Linked DNA regions of Mus musculus: regions 1, 2, 3 and 4 are each linked to region 5. The links are chromatin contacts, called in public HiChIP or PLAC-seq and promoter capture Hi-C maps. All regions are on one chromosome and are shown on one strand. The core of a region is the stretch at or near the end of the contact, and the rest is flanking DNA. Distances in the headings are between cores, read along the strand shown.

Region 1 (6,107 bases), core at 2,440-4,939, 220 kb before region 5:
GGTAACAAGTATTTTTAGCAGAGACCCCTGACTCACGCAGCAGGGATTTTCACATGACCCCGAAATGGGAACCTGCTCGGTTTCTCTATCACTTTCTATGGCGCTGAGCATGGTTTTGGTTCCCTCCTTCAACCTCCCACTTCCCTCAGAAGCTTCTCACCCACACCTTGCCCCACTCCATCGGCTTCTTAAAACCACCATGTCCTTTAGACTTTTCTGTGGCTGCCCATTGCCCAGGCACGAAGCACCCTTCCTAACCCAACAACCTCTCTGCAGCCCACCACTACTGACACACCCGGACAGTCCTCTTCTGGTTCTCTGCCCAACCCAAGGAGCTAGCAGCAGACATGGAGGCTCCCCTAGTCCTTAGTCCTGTAGGATTCCAGTCTGCACTGCCCCAGGCCCCATCCCAGTATGCACTCCATGCAGTCCTCGTGGGGCATCAATCGCCTTGAACTGTTTATTCACCCTTCCAATGAGTTCACCTTCCCCGAAGGTCAGCAACTGGGTTCACACAGGAATGCAGTAACTTGTTCTGCAAGACCAGAGTTGTTCAAAGCGTTGCAACTGTACTCAGTGACTAGGCTAGACTAGATCCTCAGGTTCTGCCTCTGCTCACATCGATACCTTTCAGGATCCCCTTTTCCAAGGGTCACCCCAAATTTCTTAGTCTCCTGGGTATTAATGTAAGAGGGCAGTGTCTGTAAAAAGCAAGTTTGGGGTTTACCTGGCCCTGTGTGTCTGTCTGAGAGTGCTCATGGAGACTAGCACAGCACCATATGACCACTATATAGCCTGCCTCCTGTGGATGGGAATGCAGATGGAGTCTGGCTGTCTAGTCCTGGCTCATGTCTTCTCTGGAGGCTGCCTGCAGGGGCTGCATCACAGGAAGGCTCCTCCAGCACTGGAGTTCTGACTTCAGGTTCACTCACAGGCTTTTGACTAAAGACCTCAGTTTCTTCCCACATAGGCTACTCCAGGAAGCTAACCCTTGATGTACTGTATAGGTGTTGTTCCCCAATGTCAGCCATGTAGGCCTAGAGCCACCAATCCTTCTTTGGACCCAGTCTCCAAAGCCACACACCACTACCCCTGCCAGGCAGTGTTCTTCATCAATGAATCCAGCCCAAACTCAATTGACAGGACAGTAAATTAAGGCCCACCTTTGAAGGAAGGTGCAACAATGGAGGTATAAGTCAGCGTTGAATTCTACTGTAGCTTATTCTTCCAGAGAATGTGCGCTGAGTAAACGGGGACCTCACGCCTTGAGTATTTCTTAGAGTTCGAAGATATACTCTCTTTTCACATTCAAGCCATTCAGAAGCCAGGCACATCCCCAGATGGCATCCAAGTTTGATTAAGGTGCCATATTATGTAAGGTCCATGCCCAGCACCAGTGTACTGAACCCCACACAACAATACTGAGGAGGGCATTAAGAAGGACCCCTTAAATGTGAGGACCCTGAGTGTTTGTTGGAGTCACGGGATTTCTAGTCTGTGTCTAGCACCCTGACCAGGACAGACCCAGATAACACTTTAATGGTTGTCAGTTTTAGCACTCAACTCAGAAGGTGAAAATAAGGTGTACTTTGAAAGCTTCAACTCACCATTTCTACGAAGACTGACTTTTCAATGTGCTTTCTGTATTTCTTTGATATCCAATCATGGTATCATGGTCTGTCAGCTCTTAGAGTACTTTCAGAGATTCAAACATCAATTCCAAACTTAATGAACTCTCCCTTCCGGCAGGATAGAGCCCTGGAGCCCTAGGGAAGGTGGTGGGATGGGTGATCTTGGGTGGGATGGGTGATCTTGGGTGGGATGGGTGATCTTGGGTGGGATGGGTGATCTTGGTAACCTACACAAGGCTGAATCACCTGGAACCCAGTAAGACACATTTCGGGGTGTCCCTGTGAGGGGGTCTCCAGGGATGATTAGCATACGGGTGAGTGAACTGGGTGGGGAAGACCATCCCTGGGTGGCCCTATCACAAGGGGCTGGGACCTGGATGGGAAGGAAAGGCAATGTGGGAGCTCATGCAGGCACGCACGCACGCACGCACGCATGCACACCCTCAGCTCACCTTGAGCAAGTGCTATTATTTCATATTCTTATGCTTTTTAATGCTGGCACTGCCAATGAGCATCAGAATCTAGATCTTCCATCTTTGAATGTGGACTTGCACAAGCAACTCTCCAAGGGCCTTCCAGGCCTTCATCTTGGTCTGGGGCAGCATCGTTGGTGACTCTTATTTTGTGGCTCCTTAGGAGCTCAGCATCTCCTGGCTTCCCCAGCTCTCCTGCCCGCAGACAACACTGGAACTACCCAGCCCCAATCACTGAGTTGATCTTCTAATCATGAGTTTTCAGTTAGCTCAGCCTCTGTGGAACCCTGACTCCCACAGATAGTGAGAGAACAGGTAAGGGGTGGGACTGTACTCCCACTCCAATCAGCAGGTAACTAGGCTCAAGGTACACAGACAAGCCTCTCTAATTACCTGTGCTTTCAACAGGGCTCTGCCAGGAAAACAGAGGAGGCCTCTTCAAAAACTTGAGGCTGTATCTGCTCTCTCCCTTTCCTTTTCCCTCCGCCTCTTGATGCATCTCTGGGCAGCACCCCTTGTCAATCAATTCCCGTGGCTGTTCACTGATGTCTCCTGCCAGATTCATCAAGTCTGAGATGCCTAGATCTCTCCCACCCTGACTTATTACCCATTTTCTTTCCATGCTCCTGAGTTTAGGCCAGGTTCCTTAGCTGTTCCTGTCCCTGTCAGCTACCAGGGGTAATGAGGCTGTTTTGGCAATTGCCTGTAGCCCAAACTCACCAGCTTCCAGGCTGGATTGTTTAACCCACCTCTTCCCTAGCCCTCTCAGGCAGCCTCATGGGCTAGTTGGAACCTGCATCTCCAGTGACCCTCTGTAGGTGACTGGGGTGAGTCAGAACTTCAAGGCTCCCTCCAGTACAGAGCACAAGCCACTGGCTGTTAGTCTCTTTTCTGTTACTGAAACTGCAAGCCACAAATGGACCAATGTATAACAAAACGGCTTATTCAGTTTATATTCTAAAGACAGAAAGAGGCTCAGGATCAGATGCCACATCTGGAGAGACTGCTCAACAGGTTGGGCAGTGTTCTTTTCAGGTGACTTGGTTGGTGTAAACCTATTTCAGGCAGCTGTGCTGATTTCTGCTGCTTTCAGGTGGCTGGTCTGCTCTTGGCATCTTCTTTGTAGTTCAGTTCTGCTAGTTTTGAAGAACTCTCAGCTTTTATTGCTTACTCCGGCAGAGAAGGGTCTAGGGAACCTGGTCTGTTTTAGGGACTTTCTGAGTTTTCTACCTTCCTGCCTAAGGAGCTTCACTGCAGGAAAAGATGTGTCAAACCCAGCTGAAACTGTTACCCAACCTTAGGCCACAGTCTCATTGTATCAAATGCCCTTAAAGGAGTATTCAACCTTAATCGCCTCCCAAAGGTGCCTTCTTCAAACAGTGTAGTGGATTACGTTTTTGTCCTTTTAATTCCACAAAGAGGGCACTTCATTTCAAGGTGAGATTTTATTGGATTTTGGTTGAGATAAGGTTCTTGTTCTGTTGCCCTCACAGTCCTGAAACTCCCCACGTAGCCTATCTAGGCTGGTCATGAATTTACGGTGGTGCTTCTGGTTTTTTGCCTCCCTGGTGCTGGGATTAGAGGCACACACCACCACACCCAGCTCAGTGTGAGTTTTGACAGGGACATTCAAACCACAGCGCTGACTTCTGCTGCCCACAGTGATGACATCTTTCAGTTGGTTTGCTCCTCTTCCCTGCTGAGTCACTGCAGGATGTCTTTCCTAGGGAGTGAGTGGGACCAGACCCTAGCTCAGGAGGGTGAGCCACAAGTGTGTTCTACTATGGAGGACTGGTCCTGCTGAGATCCTTTTACACAGTTCCTCATGTGGCAACCTCCTCCCATAAAATTATTTTGTTACTACTTTATAAATGTAACTTTGCTACTATTATGAATCATAATGTAAATATCTAATATGCAGGATATCACTATGTGACCCCTGAGAAAGGGTCATTAGATGCCCTCCAAGGGGGTTGTGACTCACAGGTTGAGAGCCACCTCTATGGAGAGCCTTCCTGCCACTCTCCACATCTAAAACCAACCCAACCGTCCCCAGCCACCAGAAGCCTGAGCGCCTGCAAAGACAAGTAACAGGGGAGCCAAAGCCAGAGCCCACACTAGGGATGGCTCCTTTGATGTCAGCGGCAGGAGAAATAACTGAGGTTTTGCAAGCAGGACTGACTTCTGCATGTGGCGTAGTATCATTCAACAATGGGAAAAGCAATTCGCTGATCAAGCTCAGCCCCGGTTCCACTTGCCATGCTTCATGACAGGCCTTGCTGTGCAGTAGTAAAAGATGCAAGCTGGTAATTGGATTTCACTGGAGTAAAACATGTCACTTGCTGAATCCTTAAGTTGGGAGACAGTTGACCGGAGCCCCTCTTGTCTTCAGGTGTCCAAGGGTCACCCTGGACACTGGTGGGCCTCTAAAAAGGAGGAATGGCTGTTTGGCGGTTAGACAACTCTGCTCCCTTTAATATGGGGCACTGGGGAAGTATATGGGTGCATGAGAGAGGGCCAGGAAAGGTTACTTCTGGTTTCCAGTCGCACCATCCAGTATACCCTACAGGTGTCTCTGCAGCTGGGTGACCACAACAGCTGGCTCAGGTCTCCTGGGCTGCTGAGTCAACTCCTCCCCTCCACTCCTAGTGTGGGTCTCTGCCCTTGACCTGCCTCTTACAGCCCTCAAGCCAGGCTGGTAACCTCAGATCAAGAGATTCCATGTAGCCGGGCGTGATGGCACACACCTTTAATCCCAACACTAGGGAGGCAGAGGCAGGCGAATTTCTGAGTTCGAGGCCAGCCTGGTCTACTGAGTGAGTTCCAGAACAACCAGGGCTACACAGAGAAACCCTGTCTCGAAGAGAGAGAGAGAGAGAGAGAGAGAAAGAGATTCCATGTATCTGCTCCCAGCACAGTTACAGGTACTAGACCTTCTAGGGCCACGTCAACAGTAAATAATTGGTGCTCAGTACTGGATGCAAGCAGTGGGTGATAGGGTGTCCCTCTCTGTGTGTTCCACCACTCCTGGCACTCTTTGAGCTGCGCATCCCAATGTGCATCACTCTTTGAGCTGCCATCACAATAGCAGGACCCAGCTCAACATTGGCTACAGGAAGCCCAAAGGGGAGTGGGCCAAAGTCTTCCGTTCACAGCTGTCATAACTCTTACTCCTGCTTCCTTCCCTCTTATCCTCTCCCCTCAGAGGATGAGAGGAGTGGTCCTTTCCTCCTTATGAGGGGGTGGAGTGAATGGGAGGGGTGATGCTCTCATTGACCTGAGCAGAGACCTCAGAGTGGAAAATACTCCCACACCCCTTGCCCCCTTTTTTCAGGAAGGAGAAATTCCAGAAATCCTTTCTCTACACCAAGTCCCTCCCTCTGTCCAGATCCTAGGGTGCAGCCAGGAAGGAAGAAGCCTGCCCAGATGCAGTGGTTCTGGGAGAATTAAGTACCATGGATTAATATTTGCTCCCTTTCAAATTGAGTTTGTGAAGACCTAGCAGGGTATAGTTAGTAGTGAAAACCCTTACTTGTGAGTAAGAGTATCACCTTCCCTGTTCCATTATTAAATGGTGAATGAAAATGCCCAGGAGGAGGGCAGCAAGGCAGCTGGATGGCTATGCACAGGCTCCTGTAAGTGTCTAGGTAGCACACTATTTGAATCCACCAGGATGGTCCTGAGTGGTAAGATCACAGAAAAGGTCTTTTCTTCATTCATCTCACTGGCTATTCCAAATAATCTATGATTATCCTGGCTTATTTTTGAGTTGGCGGGGGAGCATGATATATAAATATATATGTAAACATTTTTCCAAAAATAGGTATTAATCGCGGGAGAAATGGCTCCGTGGTTAGGAGCACACCTAGATGACCTGAGTTCAGTTCCCAGTACCCATATTTTAAAAGGAGCCCCACTGTCTGTGAGCCTCACCCACTCCATCACTTAGTCACACTGTGGTACCAATCCAACAAGACCTCTGGCAGGGAGTGCATGTGACTGT
Region 2 (5,674 bases), core at 1,910-4,409, 230 kb before region 5:
GAGCAAGGCAGAACCAAATGAAGATTTAAGTGTTCCCCTGATACTTCCCAGCAACCACAACTTCTTAGAAGACTTTGCCCTCACAGACAGATTATTCTGTACATACAGAAGCCAGTGAATGCAGCTGATGTTTCCCAAGGTTAGGAGCTGAACCCATCTGTGTGGACTGGACCATCAATCCAATCTATAGAGAAGTACAGCGTGGGAGACGTAGGGTCTGGCTTGGGTGCTGGGATGAGGGTAAGGGGCCCCCTACCTCACAGTGACCCGAATCAGTGGAGGCTGAGGGCAGGAGGCATTTCTTCTGGCCTTTCAGCAGATCAGTGCTCTGAGAAATTTCTAACAGCCCACTGGCAGATAGTTTAAACCAGGCACACAAGTCAGCATTTTAAAAAGTTTTCTCGCTCCAGAAATAATTTCATTTTCATTTCCTGGCCTGTGGAGAAGGGACATGTTTTCCTGATTTCTTTCAAAATCATTTTTCTCATGATCACAAACCTCCCTGAATGTACTCCCAAGGTAACCAGCCATCGTCAGATATAAATACATGTATTCTTTTGAACCTCAGAACGCCCTCTTCACAAACCTAAGTGGAAGAATGTTGGCATGAAAGCCTGCGTGCCTCCTGTGGTTTGGTTTGGTGAAATCTCTCTGAAACATTAAACCCACACATCCGTCTGGGTCAGGGAGGAACACAGGACTGAGTCCCACCCAGTGAGTCTAAGACATTCCCATAGCTTGGACCTCTGTGGGTTTGCCTGGGAAGTTAACGGTCTGTAGTTATTTCCGTTGGTGGTGGTTTGTTTTTTGTTTTGTGTTGTTCTGCTCTTGGTTGCTTCATAATCCAGAAACCCAGCAGCCTTTCTTGCTTTAATGTGGAATGACTATGGAGTCAATGAGGACCCTCTAATTATCAAACATCCGTGGAATGAACAAGGTTTTAGAAACTCAAATAGGCCGGTCAATGGAGGCCAACAAAACAGGACAGTTAGTCCCCTGCCTCCCAAAAACCATCTCAGGCTGGCACACCCGAGATTCAGAGAAGGGCAGCATGGTGTGAAAGGGAGCAATTGCTCTTTTGTCTCTCCCTTTTCTCTGACAAGGTCTCCTGCAGCCCAGGCTGACCTAACCTTGTTCTGAAGCCAAGGTCTGATGCTGACCTTCGGACCCTCCAGCCTCCACCTTCTGACTGCAGGAGTGCAAACGCCTGGAGTCTACAGTGTTGTGGATCAAGCTGGGGGCTTTGTGAATTCAAGGCAAGCACTGTCAAGTGAACTACATCCCAGATCCCCAGCTTCTGTCTTGATGATGAGAAAAAGATAGGATGGACCATCTAGTGATTGCCATATCCAGAGATCCATCCCATAATCAGCTCCCAAACGCTGACACCATTACATACACTAGCAAGATTTTGCTGAAAGGACCCAGATATAGCTGTCTCTTGTGAGACTATGCCAGGGCCTAGCAAACACAGAAGTGGATGCTCACAGTCAGCTATTGAATGGACCACAGGGCCCCCAATGGAGGAACTAGAGAAAGCACCCAAGGAACTAAAGGGAACTGCAACCCTATAGGTGGAACAACAATATGAACTAAGCAGTACCCCGGAGCTCTTGTCTCTAGCTGCATATGTATCAAAAGATGGCCTAGTCGGCCATCACTGCAAAGAGAGGCCCATTGGACTTGCAAACTTTATATGCCCCAGTACAGGGGAACGCCAGGGCCAAAAAAGGGGAGTGGGTGGGTAGGGGAGTGGGGGTGGGTGGGTATGGGGGACTTTTGGGATAGCATTGGAAATGTAAATGAGCTAGATACCTAATAAAAATGGAAAAAAAAGATTCGGGGGGGGGGGGGACAAAAAAACAAACAAACAAAACGATCCTTCAAGGGTTTTAGAGCATGAGTCCATAGACCAACATAAAACACATCAGAAGTTTAGTCTGAAATGCCCAGCTCATAAGCGCTCATGTGGTTCTGTTTGTTTGTTTGTTCATTTGTTTTTCTTAACCTTCATCCACAGTGCTCAGAGCCAATGACACGGCACATGTTCAATCACTAGTCAATGTTTACTTCATCTCTCACTTTATCTGGCTATGGGGCCCTCTCATAACATAATGTAAACTCAAGTCAGTTGTGAGCACTTACAAACCTGGACTCCTCCTTGCTACATGCTGCCCCTTTCCTAAACAGAGATGTTTCAGTAGCCTGTTTCAGTTTCACTTGATATCAAAGACCCCCGACTAGACAGGTTATCTGATGGAGCAGCGCAGACAAATGAAGAGGAGCAGAGCTGACTGTCGATGACTCTTGTTGGGGCCACTGATAGGAAGCAGCTGTATGGGGTGTGAACTCCTGTTTGCTGTCATTCCATACTCCTGACCAGCGAAGAGACACAGGCGACATAGCTTCTGTCTGTTGTCAATTATGGACTTAAGGAGCTGTCTCTGGACTAATGTTGTTTTGCTTCTTGGACATCCCAAGAGGCTGGTTGATCTAAAGCACCATAATACTGCCCAAGGCAAAACCACATTAGCCCAGAGACAGCTCATGGATGGTTCAAAACCACATTCCAATGAGTGGATAGGTCTGCAGCCAAGCAAACAAAAGACAGGCTACTGGGGACCCTCTGAAGGTTCCCAAACTCTGTCCCTGTCGTGTTCTCAGATGCACTGTCCTCAGCTAAGTGACTCATGGAATGAGTACAGACACGGCCTCATGAAGAGCAGTGGACTGATTCTTCATAGCTTCCTCATACTGTGGTAGCCTGAACTCTGTGGTCTCTCTCCAGTCTTGCTTGAATGGATGGACATGCATCTTGAGGGGCATTTCCTGTTCCTCTAACGATATCCCGTGGGAGAGATCCTCAGTGGTCACTTCTAATCAGTTGTTATCAGGGGACTGAACAGAACGGGTGTGGAGGAGGGGCCCTAGTGTTTGTAGGTACAGCACAGACCACTTCAAACCCTTCCTTGTGAGGAGTTTTTCAGGATTCCAAAGCTTAGCCTGGGAGTTAGGAATAATGTGGGAAAGTTTGGGAATTACAGTTAAACTCAGGATATCTTCACAGCCAAGTGGAGAGGCCCTAAAAGCCCTGTGTGTAGAGTCTTTTATCTTCAATCTGAGAAAAGAAGGAAGCAGCCTCCCACCCAGATCACTGAGCCGCACCCCTACACACGCCAGAAGTCAGGCTGCTGTTGTGTCTCACTGTGGACGGTCACTCTGCCCACAGAGAAACAGCTTGATGTTTATGGAAACTTGGCACCTCAGATCCCTCCTCAAATCTCTTGAGTTTGAATTTGCTGTTTCAAGGAGTCAAGTTCAAAAAGCTCTGCCTCATAGGACACAGAGATTTAGACAGAGATGTTCCCAGCTTGAGGCCTGGTGATCTGGGCTTTACCCACACATATTGGACACTGTAACTTCTCTGAATCCGAGTCTTGCTTTCTAGTTATGCAGTGACATCTATGATCTTTATCACAGCCAAAGCAGAAACAAAACTCAAAAACAGGCATGCCTATGGAGTGAAATCACAGGACTTCAAATTAGGACGCTCTGGGCCCCTTTTTCCTAGGAAGACACTGGCTGAAAGGACTTTAGAAGACTCTCAGAAACACTCAAAACGCTAGAGGAGCCAAGTAAGTGTCCAGTCAAGTCGGAGGCACACTAAGGACATTTTAACTTCTCTGTGCCACCTCCTCCCTGGTATGACTTGGTGGGAGAGAGCCACAGCTCAACTTCTGCTTCCACCCTTCAAACCAGAGGGAGAGAAGTTCTGTGTGCTGTTTTATGACGTGCCTGAAGAACTGGTCTCTCTCACCTCGCTCTGTGCTCACACAGGAAAAAGTGGTAGCTCCAATTCCATACTGAAAGGGGCACAGGAAGCAGCAGTCACTGCTCACCTGCAGGTGTGTGTGGTGGGGGATGGGGTGTATGGGCAAATGAACACAACAGACTATGGCCCTTAGATGACTTACAAAAATTTAGATACGTAAAAGCAGCTGCAGCCAGGTGGTGGTGGCAGCAGCGCATGCCTTTAATTCCAGCACTTGGGAGGCGGATTTCTGAGTTTGAGGCCAGCCTGGTCTACAAAGTGAGTTCCAGGACAGCCAGGGCTATACAGAGAAACCCTGTCTCGAAAAACAAACAAAAAAGAAAAAAGAAAAGAAAGAAACAAAAGAAAGAAAAAAAGAAAGAAAGGAAGGAAGGAAGGAAGGAAGGAAGGAAGGAAGGAAGGAAGGAAGGAAGAAGGAAATCTTAGAATAGTCTATGACTATCAGCTCTGAGCTGATCTCAAGCTCAGACCTTGCTATGTTCACTAGCAAAAGACTTCCCAGTCTGCAAAACAACGTAGCAGAAACCGTGCCTGGTGCAACCCAGACATCAGATTGAGTCCCGATAAAGGACTTAAATGGTGTCTTGAGTGTGCTGGAAGAGTTAAAGGAAAACACAGAACAATGAGCAAAGGAAAACACAGAGGAGTGTGGACAATGATGGAATGGAGAAAGAAAGCCCACGAGATGAAAGGAAGCGAAATAGAATCCCTGGTGCTGAGAACATGCAGCACCTGAATAGAAAATGTCAGCGAAGGATGTTCAACCGTGGAGTCAAACACAATAAAAAGACAAAAACAAAAAACAAAAACAAAACCGGTCGGCACACCTAAAAACAGGCCACTTCATCCCCTCCAAGGCACAGGGAACATCACCAAGCTGTTGAAAAGGAAGCAAATGCATGAATCAGAGGGGCGGGCGGGAGTGCATGCCTGGAATCCTGACATTAGGGGGTGAAGATGAAAGAATCAGGGATTCAAGGTCAGCCTTGGTTGCCTGAGACCCTGTCTCAATAAAACCAAGAACAAAAGGCAAATTCATGAAAAGTCTGCTCACAGGGACTCAAGCTATGAAGCAGGAATGTACTGCATCCATAGATTCCCATGCCAGGAGCAGAGCTGTGAAGAGCAATGCCTGTGTGTGCAACTGGGGTTAAGTTCAACTTAAAATGGGTTGTTTGAACCTTAATATAATAATTTAATATAGTAATCTTCCAGAGGAGCTTATATACAAACTAGGAAAAGAAGTACCAGGAAATGAGAAAGATTTTAAAATGTATTCCCACCAAAATCAATTAACCAACCATGCTAACAAGCAACCCCAGAATGAAAGAAAGGAGGGAGAAAAATGTTACAAGACTGAGAACAAATCACAGAGTATCAACACTAAAGCCTTCCCTAGCAACAACTAATTTTATGAACATGATTAAACTCTCTATCATGGGGCAGTGTGCTGGGGTTTGTTGTCACCTTGAGACACCATGGAGCCTCTCCTGAAGAGAGAGAGCAAACTTGAAGAATTGCCTAGATCACACTGGCCGGCCTGTGGAGGACCGGCTTGTTCACTGATTGATGCATGGGTAGCCCACTGTGATAGCAGCACACAAAGCAGGTGAATCTGAACTGCATCAGAAAGCTAAGCAAGCATGAGCCAGAAAGTGAGCCAGTCAGCAGCCAAGGGCTCCAGGGTGGGATGCTGCTCCAGCCTTCTGCCTTCTTCTGTGACTTCTCCTCCAGGTTCCAATCTTGCATTCCTGCCTCAACTTGCTTCAGAACAGGAGTATCACCTGGAAATGTGGCTGAAATAAGCCCCCTCCTCCACTAAGTTGCTTTTGGTCATGGTGT
Region 3 (5,955 bases), core at 2,119-4,618, 200 kb before region 5:
GTACAAACCGCAGAGCCAGGAAAGCTGTGGTGTTATCCAGCCTTAGTTTGAAGCCCTGAGAGCCAGAAGCAATCTGTTCAAGGGCAGGACAGCATGAAATTAAGAGCTCAAGAAGAGAGAACATTTGTTCCTCTGTTTTTTTCCTCCCCAGGCCTCAAGGATGGAAGATGCTTTCCAACATTGGAGAAGACCATCTTTACTCCCTGGGCTGATTCAAAGGCCAATATGCATTTCGAACACCTTTGAAAATTTCCCAAAACAGTCGGGCATGGTGGCACACACCTTTAATCTCAGCACCCAGGAGGCAGAGGCAGGCGAATTTCTGAGTTCGAAACCAGCCTGGTCTACAAAGTGAGTTCCAGGACAGCAAGGGCTACACAGAGAAACCCTGTCTCAAAAAACCCCAAACAAAAAAGAAAAAAAATGTCCCCAAACAACGTTTGGTCAGCAGTCTGCACATCCCTCCCCCTTTTCAGGTCGACACATACAACTGATGATAGATTTGTAGGAAACTCTAGACACAGTGTAGGCAAGGGCTGGGCCAGCCTGTAGTGCTCCACCAACAGGTGGGAGGCAGAGACAAGAGAACGATGAGAACAGCATGGGCTGCATAGCAAGGACCTGTTTAAAAAAATAATCTAAATAAATAAGCTAAAGTGAGATGAGCCTGTGGGGGGGGGGGTGCAGTGTGAAGCCTGTGCTGTCAAAATGTGATCTGCTCCTTTGTGGGGCAGAAGGAAAAGAAGAAGGCTCATAGTGAGCAGTCTCTGAAGGCAAAACCTTGTAGTGTGCTCACACTCAAACCCGGGCTGCCTCACAGCACTGCAGGCTATGCAGCCACCTCTCATGTGTTTCCTGTTGCTGTTCAATAGGTCTGGAAACATTACTTTTCAGTGAAAGGGAACGCAAAATTTCTTTTCAGTGAAAGGGGGCGCATTAAGTCATCCATCTAGAGATACAAATGTATCCTATCAGTCTTTTGTCAAGGTAAAGACAGTCCCCATAGCAAGGACAAAATTACTAAGAAGATCTAGACTCCAGTTGGGAAGAGTCAAGGAGGCCCCAGAGGGGTTGGGGTTGGGGGCTGAGAAAGGAAGGTACAGCACCAGACCCACCAGCGCTCTCTCCTGCTGGGGGAACCCGCAGGGAGGGGCCAGTTCAGCAGACTTTTCTTTAGCTAAATTGGTTTGACACTTTTGTTTTAAACTCTGAGACATTTTTGGAGGGCTAAGCCTGGGGGGGGGACCCCACATGATCTCCTTTTGGGGGGCTGATAATTGCTCATGCCTTGTTTTTGTTTTAAGTTTTTGGAAATATAAAGTCATGGCATGTGAAGTGAGGAGGCCCCATGGTGCTCAGCTCTGCATAAGCCAGGCCCAGGTCAATCATCCAAAGTTTTCTTTGTTCATCCTGTAGACAAGATGCAGGGACCATGGAGCAGCCAGACATGGGGTGCTCAAAGATACTATGGTCCAGTTTCTCTTTTCAGTTTATTTTTGAACACTAGCATTGAACGTAAGGACGGACATTACGTGCACTGGCCCCCACTTCACTGTTCTAGAAACAAGGATCTAATTAGAGAATCTATCCCACACTGGAACTATCCCCGCAGGGAGGGCAGGGACAGGGGTCTGGGACCATTTAGTTTGGGTAGGGAAAACAGAGTAGGGAGATCTTAGCAGAGGCTCCTGGTACAGAGATGCAGAATCCCAGCCTTGCCTGGGGTCTTCCTTATTCTGAGCTATCAAGTACTTTCCCACATTAGCTCTTAAGGAGGGTGATTGGAACACCTTGTGGAAATTCTTGCAGTCCCTCGGGCAGCTGGGACCAAGCAAGGCAACCCAGTGACTGGAGGGCTGGAGTGAGTAGGCTGTTGGTAAACATCTGAGAGAACAGCACGGAATCTGGATAGTCTTGGATCCTCACCTTACAGTGCTCTGATCCCCACCACTTGGTTTACCTATGTCAAGTTAAGATTTTGGGGGTGTTTTCTTACCAGGTCAAAGGCAAAGGAACAGTTCCTGCCTTGTCCCCCTTTCTAGCAGAATGACTGTGACCTCCTCCCTATCCCCTCTAAAGGCTCCTTTACAAGCATCCTGTTCCTCACCCATGACCCGTGGGACTCCCAGAGGCTAGGGAAATGCTTGTTTCATTCCTTAGGGCCTGGGGCTCAGGGCCTGGGGAAGCTTTTGCCTCAGGCAACATCTCCTTCTCCCAATGTCTCCATTTCTCAGAGATAGGCATAGCCTTCCCAAACCTGGGGGAGAGGAAACAGGGTGTGGCCCGGCCTCTAGCCTGGCCTAGGATCCAGGGCCTCACCTCAGTGTTTGTGAAGGCTGCGCTGTAAACAGATCCACCAGATATTACTTTCCTAGCTCAGCTTCTCCACCATTCCTGGCAAGCCTGGCTTTTTCTTGAAGGCACAATATGGCAAGAATTGAACAGGTTTTGGTAACCTCAGACAGTGGCTGCACCGAGCAGATAGATACAATTTCTACCCTCTTTTAAAGCTACCTGGAGTGTTTTCCCGGAGTGGAATCAGAGATATTAAGGGCTGCTGGTGTCCACTAGAAACTGATGGAAATTCCATCTCATTTATGCAGACGTGTTTGAAAGACCATGCAATGGCATGCCATCATTCCCTGGAGATCGCAATGAGAAAATGGACACAGAGGCCCAGCTATCCGAATCTTGGGGATCTCTTAAGAAATCTTGCTCTGTCCTCATCTGAGAAAGGCTGTTCAGGAGATCTTCTTTCTCCTGTGTTCCTGCCAGCCTCAACCGTATTCTCTCCTGCTAGGTTCACTTTAAGAAGTCAAGGGACTTCTACCCAGCACCATCATCTCCTCCTGCCTGGTGAATTCTGGATGTTGAAGGGGCTGTTGGAGCATCCTGGGCTGTCTTAGAGACTGCTGCTTGATACACGTAGAGCCCCACGGGATAATAAGTCACTGGAGGGTATTGTAGGACTTCCTCCTGGCAGAAACAGCACTTAGACACACTGGATGAAACAATAAACTGGTTTTGCAGGAATGGGACTCGAACCTCCCTCCCCAGGTGCACTTACGTAGACATGGAACTGTTGAGCCTATAGAATACTGGGGCCCCCGAGGTATTTAGGGAGGCCAGCGAAGTGGGAGGGTATTTTAAAGAGCTCATCCCTTGGGTCAGGAACCCGAGGGGGTGAGTGCGGGGGGCGGGTGTCCAGCACCTGGAAACGCAGGACATTGTTAGGAAGATGAGACCAGGTGACCGGCAGGGCTCCGGTGCGCGGGCGGTCCGTAGCGATTGCCGGAGCCGCCTCGAGGGGGCCCTGCCGCGGGCGCGGGCGGCCAGCCAGGAGGACGGGCCCGCCCGCGAGCAGCTCGGAGCCCAGCTTCGCTTCGGCCATCGCCCCGCCGGACCGCGCTGCGGGTTCGCCCAGGTACCAGGGTCGGGAGCAGGGCAGGGGCAGCCACACGCCGCCACACTCTTTGTTTGGGGCCCCCGCTCAGGTTCCAGAGCCTGGGCGTTCGGGGTCTTGGAACTGGGTTGCAGCCGAGCAGACACCAAACCTGGGCGCGGAGACAGTTGAGGGTGTAGGGACAAGGCGCGGGGGCACCCGGGAAGGGCGCTTGGGATCCAGGACTGAGGACGACCAGGGGGTCTGCGGCGATCGGGAGTCTGGGGCTCAGCCAGGTCCTCGGGCCGACGCGGGCCGGAGCTCCGGGGCCGGCAGGGTCCTGGTCGCGGCGCCCGGCGCCTAGCTAGGAGGGCGGGGGCGGAACCACACTATCGCCGCCCCGGCCCTGCGGACTTTGCTCCCTGAGACAGTTAGGGAAGAGAAGACGGAGGAGCCGCTTGGGGCTGCAATGAGACTTCTCAGGACTTTACTCCCGCCTTTTCCAGGCAAGTGAGCTGTGTGCCTCTTTTCCTTTCCTTTCGGTTGCTTGGGAGCCAGGGGTCTCATCCCGCCTTTTCCCACTATTCGGAGGAGTACGAGTGCAGGCACAGGCCTGGGGGCCACCTGTGGCACGTGTCTCCTGGCACGCGGGCACTGTAGCTGACAAGTAGGAGGGAGGGTCCTGGGCCCCGGGGTTTCTGTGTAGTTCTGTGTTCTGCCCCTGGGGACGTTTGCTTGGATCGATTTGAGAGTCTATGCCGCAAAAAGAGACCCCGAACCCCTTCCTTCCCCAACTGGCATTCTGGCCGGTGCCAGCAGGTGATCCCGACTCTCTAGCGTGACTGAACACAAAAAGTTCCCTCCAGGGCTTGGGGCCAGCAGACCGCACTATCTAGGGTGACCACAACTGATTGGAACGCCCTCGGCTTTGTCACAGCCCACTCCAAATTTTGTTTCTTGAGTTGTGCCTTCTGCTCCACTGTATAGAGCTTCAAAACGACACCCCAAACCAAGAATACAGGAGCTACTATAGTAATAATGTGTACCCCATCAGAGCTAACCCTTTTGACATATTGATGTATTTCCTTGAGGCTTTGGTCTGTTCATATGAATACTTTTTAAAAGTGCTTTTAGTTTTTTGCCTGTTAAAAGAGATTTTTGACTGTCTTTGTGATTTTGTTGCTTCCCTCTTTGGGGCCTATGAGGTTATATTTGCAAATCAATCAACAAGTATTAAGAAAGGCTTTTCTGTGCTGAGGACCAGGAAGGGGGCGGGGATGGCTGCAGCTGGAAGCTGTAGGAGGCTAGGCCAGGACTTGGAGTGTGTGTGTGTGTGTGTGTGTGTGCGTGTGTGTGTTTATGTGAGGGAAGGGGGGCACAGACAAGGGGGTGCATTTGCTGGGTCCTGGAGAACTAACTGGGGCAATTGGTAAGAAGCCAGACCTCCGATAAAGTCATGGTGACTGCCCCCCCCCCCCCCAAAGAATGACAGAGGGCAATAAGGACCTCTGGCTGAGTGGTACTAAACTCTTTGCCTGTTGTTTATTTCATCTCACCCAATGATTCTTGGAAGAAAGAGGGAAGTGGGATTATCACACCCATTTTGCATATGGGCAAAGAAATGCCAAGTATCCTGTTTATGAAGCTGAAATGTGGAGGAGTAGCTGGAATTCTGGGACACAATGTCTGAGTTCTATGGCCTGGCTCCTGCAGGCTGGCTGCTGCTGCTGCTTCCCTGGCAATTGGCTTTGAATGCTTGTCCAGACAGCAGCAGTTCTTCCACTGAGGGTAGCTCCTCTGCCGAGGCTGCTAAAGCTATCCGCAGCAGCAGATGCGAAACCTAACCACTAAGAAGATAGAAAAAAAAAAGTAGTTGCTTCAGGGAACATCATATGCCTAAATGCAAATCGATTAGCTTTTACAAAGTGTCTCTCTGGCCTGCTGTGTTTTGAAACTGAGCTACTTGCAAATGTTGACTTCATAGTTCACAAGATCAAATATGTTACTATGCTATAGAAGGTTCCAGGGGAGCTGGTATACTCGTGGTATAGCCAAGGCCTGACAAGGAGTCAGCTAGACAAGAAGGTGGAGTGGAAGATATCAAAGGAAGAGGGTATTTGAGTCTGTCTGGCAGTCACAGCTTCTGTCTGCCCAGGATACAAGGAGCAATTTTACAGACGAGGAAAATTACCAACAAATTTCCAAAGTCTGGGAGCTAGTGGTGTATCTGCATGCAGTCTGCCCCTGGAGCCACATTATGTTGCTTAGGGTCAGCCTGCTGTTAGCAATGGATATGTTCAGGGGAAGCCTGTTCTGACTCTGTGTTTGAACTTGGATGTGGGGAACACTGGGGTACTGCTAGCAAAAGTTCTTTAGTTTTTTCTTTCTGAAAGTAAAACACTTTTATGAGACCATGCCACCTACCAGGTAGTCCGAGGCATTGGATCTAGGCAAAAGGTCGTTAAGAGGTGCACTAACCTGGCCCCTTCTTGTAGGACCCAGAAGCAGGGGAGAACAGGTTGCATCTTCATTTCACCTGGAAAGAAACCTGCCAGCAGTGACCTAATGACACA
Region 4 (5,769 bases), core at 237-2,736, 150 kb before region 5:
CTTCCTTGTACGCTTCATCTGCGCTCCTTCAGGGTCCTCCCTCCCCCCTGCAGTGCACTCGGTGACTCTTCTTGCTTCTGTTGACTCAGATGTGGTGGCAAGCATCTTAGAACTTACTACCCATGTACTGGTACAGAGAGTATGCACCTCTGTGTTTTTCCAACATTTTTGAAAAAAAAAATCCATCCTTATTATATATAGTTAGGTTATTTCTTGTTTCGGACAGGTTTTTTTTTGTTGTTGTTGTTTTGTTTTTTGTTTTTGTTTTTCTCTTTTGTTGTTGTTGGTTTGGTTCAGTTTGGTTTTTCGAGACAAGGTTCCTCTGTGTGGCCTTAGCTGTCCTGGGATTCTTTTTGTAGACCAGGCTGGCTTTCAACTCACAGAAATCCACCTGCCTCTGCTTCTGGAGTGTCAGGATCAAGGGTGTGTGCCACCACCACACTGCCCAGCATTGGGACAGTTTTTTAAGTGTTAGAAACATTAGTCTAAGGCCGGGCAGTGGTGGCGCTCGGCTTTGATCCCAGCACTCGGGAGGCAGAGGCAGGTGGGTTTCTGAGTTCGAGGCCAGCCTGGTCTACAGAGTGAGTTCCAGGACAGCCAGGACTACACAGAGAAACCCTGTCTCGAAAAGTCATTGGCCATACTGTGTGGGGGCTGGGGTCTGTTCAGAAAGTAAAGCACTGCCTGCAGCCCAGCCGCAGGTCCTTTTTAAATTACCTTGTCATACTTTGGAAAGCTTCTAAGAAATTATCAAACTTTTTTTTTCCTCCAAAGTAGTTGTTACTGAGAACAGGAGATAAACGATGCATTTTACTTTCTCAGTAAATTTAAATGATCCTGGTGAGAGAGCAGAAGCCCCCCCCCCCCCTCGTGTGTGTGTGTGTGTGTGTGTGTGTGTGTGTGTGTGTGTGTGTTGACGTTGACTAATATCCACATGGTTATTAGATCATGCGTGGACTGTCAGCAGCAAACAAGCTGTTTTTAAAACAGTGAATGATCTTTTAAGGGCCTCACATAGAGGCTCTGAGAGCAGACTCTACCAACAGGAACTTGGTAGATGAGAGTTAATGTCCTTATACTAACGCTTGCCATCAAGGTTAAGGAGGCAGTGTGTGCGTGTGTGTGTGTGTGTGTGTGTGTGTGTTTGTGTGTGTGTGTCCATCCCTGGCTCGTGCCAGGGCCTTCCTTTCTGCAGAACAACACACCTAGCCCACTGGCCTGAGAAGTCAGAACCTTAGTGGATAGTTAGGGACATCTTTGAGGGGGAAACTACGCAGTGAGCTTTAACTTGTTTGCTCTTGGATAGTCCTTTATTCTAGAAGCGCCTTGAGAGTCTGGAAGGGTGTATGGCTACTTTGCTACTGTAGTGGATGATGTAAGCCTGCTAGCTGCAAGCAGTGCATTATCACCTGGGTGGCTGCCTAATGTCTCAGTCCTCATGCCCTCCTAGGAGATGCGCCTACTGAGAGAGGGCGAGCTGCCCTCTGGATTCCAGAATGCCATTCTCTGGCTCAGGGAACTGGAGTTGGCTTGGTAAAGCTCCTCTTTCGGCTGTGTGCAAAGCTCACTAGATTTATTATCTCCCGAGAAAGACCTTAAACAAAAAAAGAAAAAGATGCAAGAGCTAAAGCTCTGACAGTTTCCTCCTTTACTCTTCCAGCCGGGAGAATTTACCACGTGTCCGCACAACTTTAAGAAAAAGGACTTTAAAAAGCCCAGAGTCTGTGGAGTGTGCAGACAGACCATTGACGGTCAAGGGATTGCTTGCCGAGGTAAGTAAGTCCGTGCCCTTGAACCTCTCACCCGTTAGACCCAAGCTAAACAAACAGTAACGCGTAGACAGTCGTTCCTCTGGGAGTTTCCAGAAGTTAAGTCATGGAATTTCCCCATTGCGCCTCTGTTCAGCCCCCATCCCCCAGCACCTGGCAGGGCCTCCCATGTTTATGAAGATGCAGGCTCCTAAGGAAAGTTTTCTAGAAAGAGCAGAGCTATTAGTGGGTTGTTGTGGGCACTTTGTGCTTCAGGGCAGGTCGTTTACAGCCTACACTTCACTTTTTTGGTCCGCATGTCTGTCTGTGTGAGGGTGTCAGATCTTCTAGAACTGGACTTATAGACAGTTGTGAGCTCCCATATGGAAGCTGGGAATTGAATCTAGGTCTTTTGTAAAAGCAGCAGCCTGTGCTCTTAACTGAAGAGCCATCTCTCCAGCCCCTGAGTTAGGGCCTTCTGTGTGCTGGCATCTCTCAGCCTGGTTGTGGAAAATGTTGATCTTGTCTCTAAACCAAGCCACCAGCTTGGCTTTTTTTCTTTTTCCCTTTTCTAAAAGATTAAATGTGTTTATTTCCTTTACATCCCAATACCAACCCTCTGTCTTGTCCCAGTACCCCTCTCAGGTAGATCCTTCCCCCCCATTCCTACCTCCCCCTCTTCTTTGAAAAGGGGAACCCCTTCTAGGTATCACCCACTGCAAATCAAGTCACTGCAGGACTAGGTGCATCTTTTCCCACTGAGGCTAGACAAGGGAGCCCAGTTAGGGGACCGGGATCCATAGGCAGGCAGGCAACAGATTAAGGGACAAACCTGCTCTAGTTGGTGGACCTGCATGAAGTCCAAGCTGCACATCTGCTGCATATGTGCAGGTGGTAGGTCCGGCCCATGCATGCTCTTTGGTTGGAGCCCAAGGGTCCAGGTTAGTTGCCACTGTTGGTCTTCTTATGAAATCCCTGTCCTCTTCAGGCCCTCAGTTCTTTCCCCCAACTCTTCTATAAGATTCCCTGAGCTCCATCTAATGTTTAGCTGTGCGTCTCTGCATCTCTTTACGTTGGCTTCTAGAGGGCAGTTATGCTAGGCTCCTGTCTGCAAACATAACAGAGTATCATTAATAGTGTCAGGGATTAGTTCTTGACAATGGGATAGGTCTCAATTTGGGGCAGTCATTGGTTGGCCATTCCCTTCGTCTCTGCACATCTTGTAGGCAGAACACATTTTGGGTTCAAGGTTTTGTGGGTAGGTTGCTGTCCTTATCTTACCTCTCCATTGAGAGTCATGTCTGGCTACAGGAAGTGGCCACATCAGGATCCATATCCCCTACTGCTAGGAATCTCAGCTAGAGTTGCCCCCATAAACACACTGAGACCGCTCCCCATCCCAGGTCTCTGGCACATTGTAGAGATTGCCCCCTTCTCCTATTTTTGTTCTCTTTCTCCTGCTCTCCCTGAATCTGATGCCCTCATGCCCCCTCCCCTTCCCACTTGGCTTTTTCTCTTGATGATTAAATCTTAGAGTCAGTGCAAGTTTGAATTGTTTTGTGACTCCAGGTGGCTGCATCTCCATAATGAATGTGTGGCTGGATGAGGCTATGGGGTCCACCACACAGCCCAGGAAGCCCTGAAGGATCGGGGGACCATTCTTTGGTGTCCAGTCAATTGTGGGGGGTTAGGGTTCCCTCCATAGAGTTAGTGTTAGTTCTGCCTCCCCTCTCCTTTCAGGAGGCTAGCTTTGGACTCTCCTGCTCCTAGGTTGGCTCCTGAGTGCTGGGATCGTAGCTTTCACTGCCACACCCAGTAGTTCCTTTGTGGAAAATTTTCAGGGTCTTCCCTGGTGGGCCTCTGTAGTGCTGGGATCTCTTTGGCTTATTTTCTCCTTTCTTCTGATCAGTTTTGGAGATGTAACATAGTGAGTCAGGAATGGACCAAGAGTGTGGTCCTCTTAGAGTTCAAGGGCATCTGTCTGGGCTGTAGTATTCCAGTTTGATGCCCTCTGCTACATAGTGCTGAAGAATATGTCGACTGCTTCCCTGTCGTTTCCATCTCAGGTCCCCTCGCTTGGGTCCCCTTGTGTCTTAGTCAGGATTTCTATTCCTGCACAAACATCATGACCAAAAAGCAGTTGGGGAGGAAAGGGTTTATTCAGCTTACACTTCCACACTGCTGTTCATCACCAAGGAAGTCAGGACTGGAACTCAAGCAGGTCAGAAAGCAGGAGCTGATGCAGAGGCCATCGAGGGATGTTACTTACTGGCTTGCTCAGCCTGTTCTCTTATAGAACCAAGACTACCAGCCCAGAGAAGGTCCCACCCACAAGGGGACCTCCCACCTTGATCACTAATTGAGAAAATGCCTTACAGCCAGATCTCATGGAGGCATTTCCCCAACTGAAGCTCCTTTCTCTGTGATAACTCCAGATGTGTCAAGTTGACACAAAACTAACCAGTACACCTTGCTTCCTGAGCCCCACGTGTTTCCTACCCTAGGCTTTTGGGAGTCCTGTCTCTACCTGATTCCAAGTGTCTCCTCTCACTGCAGTCTTGCTGAACTTCAACATTTTCAGCCTAACCCCACTCCCCTCACCCTTATAGGTGTGGAATGCTAGGGTGGCTTCCGCCTTCTGCTCTGAGGCAGTCTCCTACAGGCCAGTGTGTCTCTAAACCCTGACATGCCCTAGAGTACAAGGGTCTGGGAAGATGTTGTTGATGCTGAGGTCAGGTAGGCATGGGTGGGCAGGGCCTCACTGATTGAGTAGGAGCCTCTTCGTGTCATACCGATGGGAATGACATAGCCACAGAAGCAGGGTCTCTCCATCTGCTTACTGTAGGCCTAAAAGGAAAAAGAAAGGAGCTGAGAGCAGGTCATTGGTGCTCATAGGATGAGCAGAGCCCTTTAGTTGGCTACCAGAGGAGACCTTGTGGGAAGGAGACCCCTAGTACCATTTGTGTCAAACCAGAAGAAGGCATCAGATCTCATTATGGATGGTTGTGAGCCACCACGTGGCTGCTGGGATTTGAACTCAGGACCTTCAGAAGAGCAGTCAGTGCTCTTAACTGCTGAGCCATCTCGCCAGCCCTGTCATTCACTTGTTAAGAAAAATTTGGTAAGGCCTGTCACCTCCAGTTAAATGTCTCAGTTTCTCAGGTCCCAGAGAGGCCTTCAGGTCTTCATAAGAGTGAAGACCAGCATGATGGCTTTGTGTTCCAAAGGACATTAACATTATCCACCTTTCCTTTATGTTCTGATTTTCTGTTAGGCTGCGAGGTGTCACTAGTAGAGCCCCCCTCCCCCACTTCCCATCCCCCAACTCTCAGAGTCCTGTGGTGCCACGTAGATGCCTTACCTCTACTATCTACCATGGATGACAGACCAGAAAGCACTGTGCAGTGTGTGAGGTGGGGCCCTCCTCACACACTGCTTTGTTCTAGGACCAGAACTGTGAGAAATAGATTTGCTATTGTATGTAGCCCAGCTATTCAGGCTGTGGCTTGGTAGTTTTTTTTTTTTTTTAATAGCAGCCCAAATAGACTGAGACATCATATTTATGCACACAAGTATAGTAATTCCGTTATTATGCAATTGCTGCTTTTCTTTAATGCCCTGAAATTATGTTCCAGGAATCTTAGGTCTGATCTTTCTCATGACCTCTTTTTTATTTTTAATTTAATTTAATTTAATTTAATTTAATTAATTTATTTATTTGGTTTTTTTTGAGACAAGGTTTCTCTGTATAGCCTTGGCTGTCCTGGAACTCACTTTTTTAAGACCAGACTGGCCTCGAAGTCAGAAATCCGCCTGCCTCTGTCTCCCAAGTGCTGGGATTAAAGGTATGCGCCACCACCGCCCGGCTTTTTTAATATTTTATTTTATTTTATTTGGTTTTTCGAGACAGGGTTTCTCTGTGTAGTCCTGGCTGTCCTGGAACTCACTCTGTAGACCAGGCTGGCCTTGAACTTAGAAATACACCTTCTTCTGCCTCCCAAGTGCTGGGATTAAAGGCATG
Region 5 (6,215 bases), core at 1,216-3,715:
CATAATACATAGCACATGGATGGTCATGTCAGCAAATTCTCCTATAAGAGTGTATCACCCTATTAGTGCTACATAGGAACTGTGCACTGCTATGCCCGAACCTGTGAGGAACGACCAGTGAGCACATTTACAGAGAAATACAGGCAGCCACTTGATGTCTTTGTGGGGGAAAGTGTTCCAAAGGGTATTGTGGGTAAATTTGGTGTTCCTTGGGTTTCAGCATGGCACACTGGTAGAAAGTCAGTGTCACCAGCTGTTGGATTTTAGTTTTCTCGGAAGGCTATGGCATTGGGTGACCATGAGGTGGCGGGCACATGGGTTTGGGTGTGGGGTGTGTTTTGTTTTAAAGCCTTTCTCTGCAGAATTGTCAGGGAGAATTCTCTTTGGGTCTGCTCAACTGTGGACAGTGGTTTCTCAGACAAACAGGAAAAGGGCATTGGAGTGACTCGGGGTTGTCAGCTATGGTGGTGGTTATTCTGGTGGTTTGGGGGTCCACCTGGCTCTGTCTTGGGGGCAGTTCCTGTAGTTGCAGGTAGGACCTGCAGGTTACATCACCATTGCCCACTTATGTTTCCCAGGGCTGTCAGGTGGGTTGTAAAGAAACCTACAACTTACACACAAAGCACCTGGTTTCTTTTTCTAGGGGAGTGTCCGTCTACACAGTTCCAGCCAGGGCCTGAGCCTTCTAGCTGCACCAGGAGTGCTGTATCACCAGCACTCAGGAGGCTGAGGGGGCTTTCAGTCAGTGATAAGATGTGCCTAAGGTTATGGGTTCATCGTTTGCTTGTTTGTTTTTTAATATTGAGTAGAGTTAAAGGCAAGGCTTTCCCATCAAGGGGCCAATGCATCAGCTCCTCAGTGAGCTTGAGCCCCAGTATGTGGAGCCAGGCTCCAGGTGTCATCCTGCTGGCAAAGGTGAAGGCTGGCTCAGCCCATTCCTGGGGCGGTGGTCCTAACACCTATTTGTGCTCTGCTGTGGTTTTGCTGTCCTCCCATGGGCATCCTGCTGGTTCACAGTGGCTGTCTCTTGTCCAGGTTCTGACCCTGATCCCTAGGGGAAACAGTGGGGTTTCAGAGAATGACTTTCTTCCTAAAGGAAGGAACCCTCCAAGCCATCTCAATCCCTAACACTGCCGCAGATGAGCGGGAGGAGGGGCGGGGGTGATGAGCAAGTCTGTGAGGAGGCCTGCTCAGAGCTGCTTGGGTCATGGCTTTGACACGGTCACAACCCCCAGTCCTCTGGCCTGTGGGTAGACGGGACCCACAGAGGAGTTAGACCTTTTTCTGATGGAAGTCGTGGACTGGAAAGGCTGGTACACCCACCTCACTGAGCCCGCCGCTGATCCTGTTGGGTTGGGGCCAGGCATTTCCGATAGCAGGGATAGCTGTTTTCAGGCATATAAACAACTGGGAGGAAGTGTCTTCTCAGGGGTCTTCCTGGCTGGGCCCTAGACACGTGGCCTGAATGGGCCTGGAATGAGGGCCTCTCCTTATCAAGTTGCTCTTGGGACCTGCGGGGTTGGGCAGGCTTAGATTCAGCAAGATGGTCAGCAAGCTGTGCCGGAAACTTACCTCTGTGCAGAGGCCTGCGATAATGAAGTAAAATCAACACTGGCACATGCTGGCCAGGAAGCAACCCTTGGGGAACATGAGAAACTTCTCTTTGAGACGTTCAGGGAGAATGTTCTAGAAGTTTCTAGAAGCTCACATTTGCAGAGTGAGTGAGACTCTGTTGCCTTCAGTTCATGGTAAAACGTGGAGTGCTGCTGGACAGGCTGTGTTTTAGTGCTCAGGTAATAGACTCTGTATGCTACTTGATGCACAAGAAAATGTCTCAGACTAAAATAGGTACTGGTGTTTGTAAGCAATTTTGAAGGCTGTCGAGAGGTTCAATTGATGTTTTGGGGGGCCCTTCCATATGGGGGAAACACATGAAGGAAATAGGAGGAAGAAGGGGATCTAGATGTAGATGCTTCCCAGAACCTGTTAGTAGAAAGCCCAATGAAACAGGCTGGTTCCTGATCAGTTTCTGTTGGTTCCCACTGCAGCCAGGAGGAAAATCTGCAGTTGAGCAGATACTGAGGAGTGGGTTTCCGCAGCTGAAGTCTCCTGGCTGCCTTGTGTAGGGCTGTGGTGAAGGCTTTGTTGGGGCGAGGCGATCCCCTTCTACCAGGAAAGGAATCTGTGGCTCAGCGTCACAGAGTCAAACCCCACTGGCTTTTTCCTCCTGCGTCCTCAGGTTGCCGCGAAGGGCAGGTGTGGGGCGTGGCTGTTTGTCCTGCCCCTTGTCTCCGCTGGGTGTCCCTGGTCTCGGCGGCGTGGTTTTAAGTTGTGGTGGGTTTTGGCCGGGAAGTTTTTCCGAACTTGAAGGGGGAGGAGGAAGAAGGGAAGCAGAATGGAAAGGAAGCGAACTGCAGCAGAGAGCAGGCGGGGCCAAGTCTGGAGGCACTGACTGGGCAGGCGGCCCGCAGCAGCCCGCGGCCGCCCAACAATCCCGGGATTCTTTCCTGCGACCTACTCTCCCGCTGCCCTCTGAATGGGCCTCTTTGGAGGTGGCAGCCCCGCCTCTCGCCCTGACTCCCCCGGGGACTGGCAGAACACTGAGCCCTCCCAGGGTGGGTGGGGGACGCCATTGGGCCGGACTCAGCACCCGGGGCTGCTGGGGACAGACCCTGCAGAGTGCCTTTAACAAGGCTCACAGATTCTAGGCCCTTCCATGGACTGACCGGACCCCAGGTGCCCAGGTAAGCCAACAGCTGGCCTCGTGGCTTCTCCAGGAGCTATTTCTGTGTCCCTGGTGTCTCTGAGCTCTGGTTCCTTTGGGCACATCCAGTTGCTGAAACCTGATCTGGGATGTGGGGGAGGGTAGTGGTGGGAGTAGGGAGGAGGAGACAGACAGACCCAGTGCCAATGGCCAGGACACCTAGGTGAACTGGGGCATGGAAAGATAGCCAGACAGTTTTCTGTTCTGAGTTCCCTTATCACTTAGTGGCGTTTCTCAAGTCTCTTAGGGACCGTCTTTCAGGGGAGGCACGCTTTCTAACTTTGTGGAGCTCCTTAGGGATGAACAAAAGCCTGGTTTGAATGTGTGCCGCTTTCTGTGCACTCTTCTGCCCAAACTGATGATCGTGGGCCTGCCCCTTTCTCTCTGTCACAGCCCAACCCATAGCCCTCAGGAGAGTGTTCCCCGAGCAGCTTCCCCAGAGGGCAGTTGTTTCCACTAAAGAGGCAGGCAGCCTGTGGAGCAGATGCTGGGATTTTTAATGAGGCTCCCTCATCTCTTCTATGCTTGGAGCCTGCAAAGGTAGCATTTCTAAGCAAATCCATGAACACTGAAACAAAACAGGCATTGACTGGACTGATGTGCTCAGATTCCGGCAGAGCTTCTGCAGCCGGGGTGACTGGTACCTTAGCTGTCCTTCCCTCCTGGGATAGGACTGGGGTTGCCTCCCCCACATGTCGGGTAGGAGAATCTTAGGGCTGTGAGTGGCTAGGGAGGAAGAATGTGGTCTCTTGCAGCATCTGTTGATCCTTACAGATACAAGGCTGTGCGCTACAGCTCACATCACGGGGCAGATCGTACTCTCGAGAGAAAGCCCTTGCATAAGCCCCATGACAAGCCCCGGCAGGTTAGGGTCTGCCCCATGCTTGTAAGTTTTATGTGTTGTAAAACTTCCTGGTTGTAAGTTTTATGTGTTGTCCCTTCTAAGAGCCAGAGATATTTTAAGTCAAATGCTTTTTCAAAAGCTTCCTGTTCTTCTAATGGAATCCATATAAAACCATCATTTTCCATGAATCCCATATGTCTGTCAGTAGATTCAAAGTTGGCCGCCTCGGATGGAAATGTTTTCCTAGTCTTAGGTGAGATGCGAAGTGTCTCCATCTGTCTGCATTGGCACCGAGCTCATGTTTACCACCAGCCTAGGTGGAACCTATGGTATGGAGTTTCTGGGGACCCTTTCTGTGTTCTGAGCACAGCAGCCAGGCTATAAATTCTCACCGAGAACCATGCAGCTTCCCTTGGCTCTGAGCAAGCCTGTACAGCAGGCTCCTTGTCATTTGCATGTGCGTGCGTGTGGAGGAGGCAGCTCCAGCGGTGGGCTGCAGAATCAGAGACCTTGATGATACTGATGGGAGACAAGGTTCCTGTTGACTTCCTGTGAACCAGCTTCCCTCCCTCACTGTTTAAGAATCTGTCTCCTGGTCCCTAAGGGAGGACTGATAATGTGTATGGGAAGATGTCGGAGGATTAGGTGAGGTAGTGCCTGCATGTGTCTTAGCAGTGTGCCTGTCACGTACACAGAAGGCACTTAACCCGAGTTGGCTGCTTCTCTTGCCTCTTACTTTGTGTGGAAATGATGTGAGAAGCAGCGGCATCAGGATTTCTCTGCAGTCCTGAAAGTGAGTGATGGGCGGTGGCCATCAATGTGCAGGTCTATGCTTACGGCGTGTTCGGCCCTGCCCTAAAGCTCTGAGAAAGTGAGTTGTGGTGAGGGCGGGACTGTGGTCACTCCCAGTTCTGTGGCCACTGTTGTCGTCCTGGTTCCTTCCTTCCTCTACCTCTCCAACCCCCCTTCTTGTCTTTAATTTAGAGAGAACAGACAAAGGCATATAGTTGCCCTCCGCAGGGAAGCAGGTCAGGCTGGTAGGTGCCAGTGATACATGGAAGCTGCTCAGACAGCTGCTCAGCACCTCTGGAAGCAGCTTTCCATTCTGGGGCTATAGAGAGTACTTTGTCCCTGTGCTTCACTGCTGTTCATTCTGGAACTAACTTGAGACTTAAAGGTACTGGAATCACAGGTTGCAGGGAGAAGTGAAGGCCCAGGAGGGCCCATTATAGACTCTAACCTATGAAACCAGGGAACTGGTTCACCTGCAGTCCTATGACACACAACTTTGGGTGGTGGCTTCTGTATGGTATTTGTTTTTGAGTAGCCTTAAATGGTGAGTACTTGGTTAAATATGTCTAAAAGACTATGGTGAACAGTAGTAGCCTGACCAGATTCCTTAAGAGACTGGATATAGCTGGAAAAGCTTCCAGAATGTTCTCTGGAGCCTCCTCAAAGTAATGAGTAAGTAGGGGAGTAGGGAAAGAAGAGTGGAGGGAGGGAGGGAGGGAGGGGAGGGGAGGGGAGGAGGGAGAGAGAGAGAGAGAGAGAGACAGACAGACAGACAGACAGGCAGGCAGGCTGGCTATAAAGGACTAGATCTAATCATACATAGTCTCTCCTGTGTACATTCTAGGAAAAGACTCTCATGGCCCAGAAAGCCACCCATCCTACTTCACAGTAGGTCTTTGTAGGAAGGCGTGTATTCCCCAATGGCTCCAGTCCACTCTGATATCTGGTCGGTTTTCTAGCATTATCAAGGTCTCTGTCATTTTTGTAGCCTATGTTGCACCTGAGCTGGGAGACAAGTTGATAATATCTTAGTGGCCATAAAAAACAGCAGAGTAATAAGTCACTCAGAAGTTGTTGAAAATGACATTGTTCATAAAAGGGAACATTTTCAAAGCTTATTAAGAAGTATTTAAAAGCTTTAAATAAATGGAAAGAAGGTCCGTGTGTATACATAGGTTTGTTGTAATGGTGAAGAGTCTTATGATTATGAGCTATACATTTAATTCCTGTTATTATTATTATCGTCGTCGTCGTTGTCATCATCATTGCTCATTGCTGTGGATGAAACTTCATAATTCTAAGTTCAAAGAATAAAGACCCAGCCAGGAGTGGTGGTACATGCCTTTAATCCCAGCACTCAGGAGGCAGAGGCAGGTAGATTTCTAAGTTCGAGGCCAGCCTGGTCTACAGAGTGAGTTCCAGGACAGCCAGGGTTACACAGAGAAACCCTGTCTCGAAAAACCAAAAAAAAAAAAAAAAAAAAAAAAAAAAAAAAAAAAAAGAATAAAGACCCATAGTTACCAGTAGATAAATGTTAGGAGGTAGGACCTTCATGATGGTAGAGACCTCAGGCCATGTTAGCTTATTTTGATTCACAGTATAGGATGGTTCTGGTCCATGGTTAGTGTTGCCTCTTTTACTTTTGGTTCTGTGGAAGGATAGTTTGTCATGTGACAGAGTAAAACCTTCAAGTCCAGAAGATGAAATAGGGAGAGGAGAGGGAAGGGATGCATTTCTCCAACCCCTTGCACCTACTCTGTTAGTGGCCTGCAGAATTCCCACTAGGTTCCACCCCTTAAAGGTCTCCCAACCGCA

Evidence for each region. HiChIP or PLAC-seq counts read pairs in DNA pulled down with a chosen protein or histone mark. Capture Hi-C pulls out chosen DNA fragments and counts their contacts.
Region 1: an HNF4G HiChIP or PLAC-seq map of pancreatic cancer cells shows a contact between it and region 5. The contact joins two enhancer-like sites.
Region 2: a contact with region 5 is called in a promoter capture Hi-C map of adipose tissue. The contact joins two enhancer-like sites. A contact is called at or near these places in 2 of 484 Hi-C or Micro-C datasets (adipose-derived mesenchymal stem cells and nephron progenitors), 1 of 115 datasets of contacts at active chromatin or transcription factors (pancreatic cancer cells) and 2 of 9 other capture datasets (adipose tissue and pancreatic islet).
Region 3: an H3K4me3 HiChIP or PLAC-seq map of craniofacial prominence shows a contact between it and region 5, with 4 times the contacts expected there. The contact joins the promoter of Tns3 here to the enhancer-like site in region 5. A contact is called at or near these places in 4 of 484 Hi-C or Micro-C datasets (Sertoli cells, embryonic stem cells, forebrain and 1 more), 4 of 115 datasets of contacts at active chromatin or transcription factors (craniofacial prominence, embryonic stem cells and pancreatic cancer cells) and 1 of 9 other capture datasets (liver).
Region 4: a contact with region 5 is called in a promoter capture Hi-C map of pancreatic islet. The contact joins two enhancer-like sites. A contact is called at or near these places in 1 of 484 Hi-C or Micro-C datasets (nephron progenitors), 1 of 115 datasets of contacts at active chromatin or transcription factors (embryonic stem cells) and 1 of 9 other capture datasets (pancreatic islet).

What each region holds. Positions count from the first base shown.
Region 1 is chr11:8,683,048-8,689,154 of GRCm38.p6, reverse strand. No RefSeq gene overlaps it. Among named protein-coding and RNA genes, the nearest start is that of Tns3, 22 kb to the right of the region's middle. Within about 2 kb of position 3,689, at least 51 of the 459 cell types and tissues checked have an H3K27ac peak or open chromatin away from gene starts, as enhancers often do. A contact at or near this core is called in pancreatic cancer cells, where this site is marked.
Region 2 is chr11:8,699,091-8,704,764 of GRCm38.p6, reverse strand. No RefSeq gene overlaps it. Among named protein-coding and RNA genes, the nearest start is that of Tns3, 37 kb to the right of the region's middle. Within about 2 kb of position 3,159, at least 83 of the 459 cell types and tissues checked have an H3K27ac peak or open chromatin away from gene starts, as enhancers often do. A contact at or near this core is called in adipose tissue, nephron progenitors and pancreatic cancer cells, where this site is marked.
Region 3 is chr11:8,661,948-8,667,902 of GRCm38.p6, reverse strand. It overlaps Tns3 (tensin 3), which reads left to right and starts at 3,368. Exons shown (of 31, transcript NM_001083587.1): 1 at 3,368-3,424.
Region 4 is chr11:8,611,743-8,617,511 of GRCm38.p6, reverse strand. Tns3 (tensin 3) reads left to right here. Exons shown (of 31, transcript NM_001083587.1): 2 at 1,661-1,772. Among named protein-coding and RNA genes, the nearest start is that of Tns3, 50 kb to the left of the region's middle. Within about 2 kb of position 1,486, at least 21 of the 459 cell types and tissues checked have an H3K27ac peak or open chromatin away from gene starts, as enhancers often do. A contact at or near this core is called in pancreatic islet, where this site is marked.
Region 5 is chr11:8,464,956-8,471,170 of GRCm38.p6, reverse strand. All of the region lies in intron 20 of Tns3 (tensin 3), which reads left to right. Among named protein-coding and RNA genes, the nearest start is that of Tns3, 200 kb to the left of the region's middle. Within about 2 kb of position 2,465, at least 263 of the 459 cell types and tissues checked have an H3K27ac peak or open chromatin away from gene starts, as enhancers often do. A contact at or near this core is called in Sertoli cells, adipose tissue, craniofacial prominence and 6 more, where this site is marked.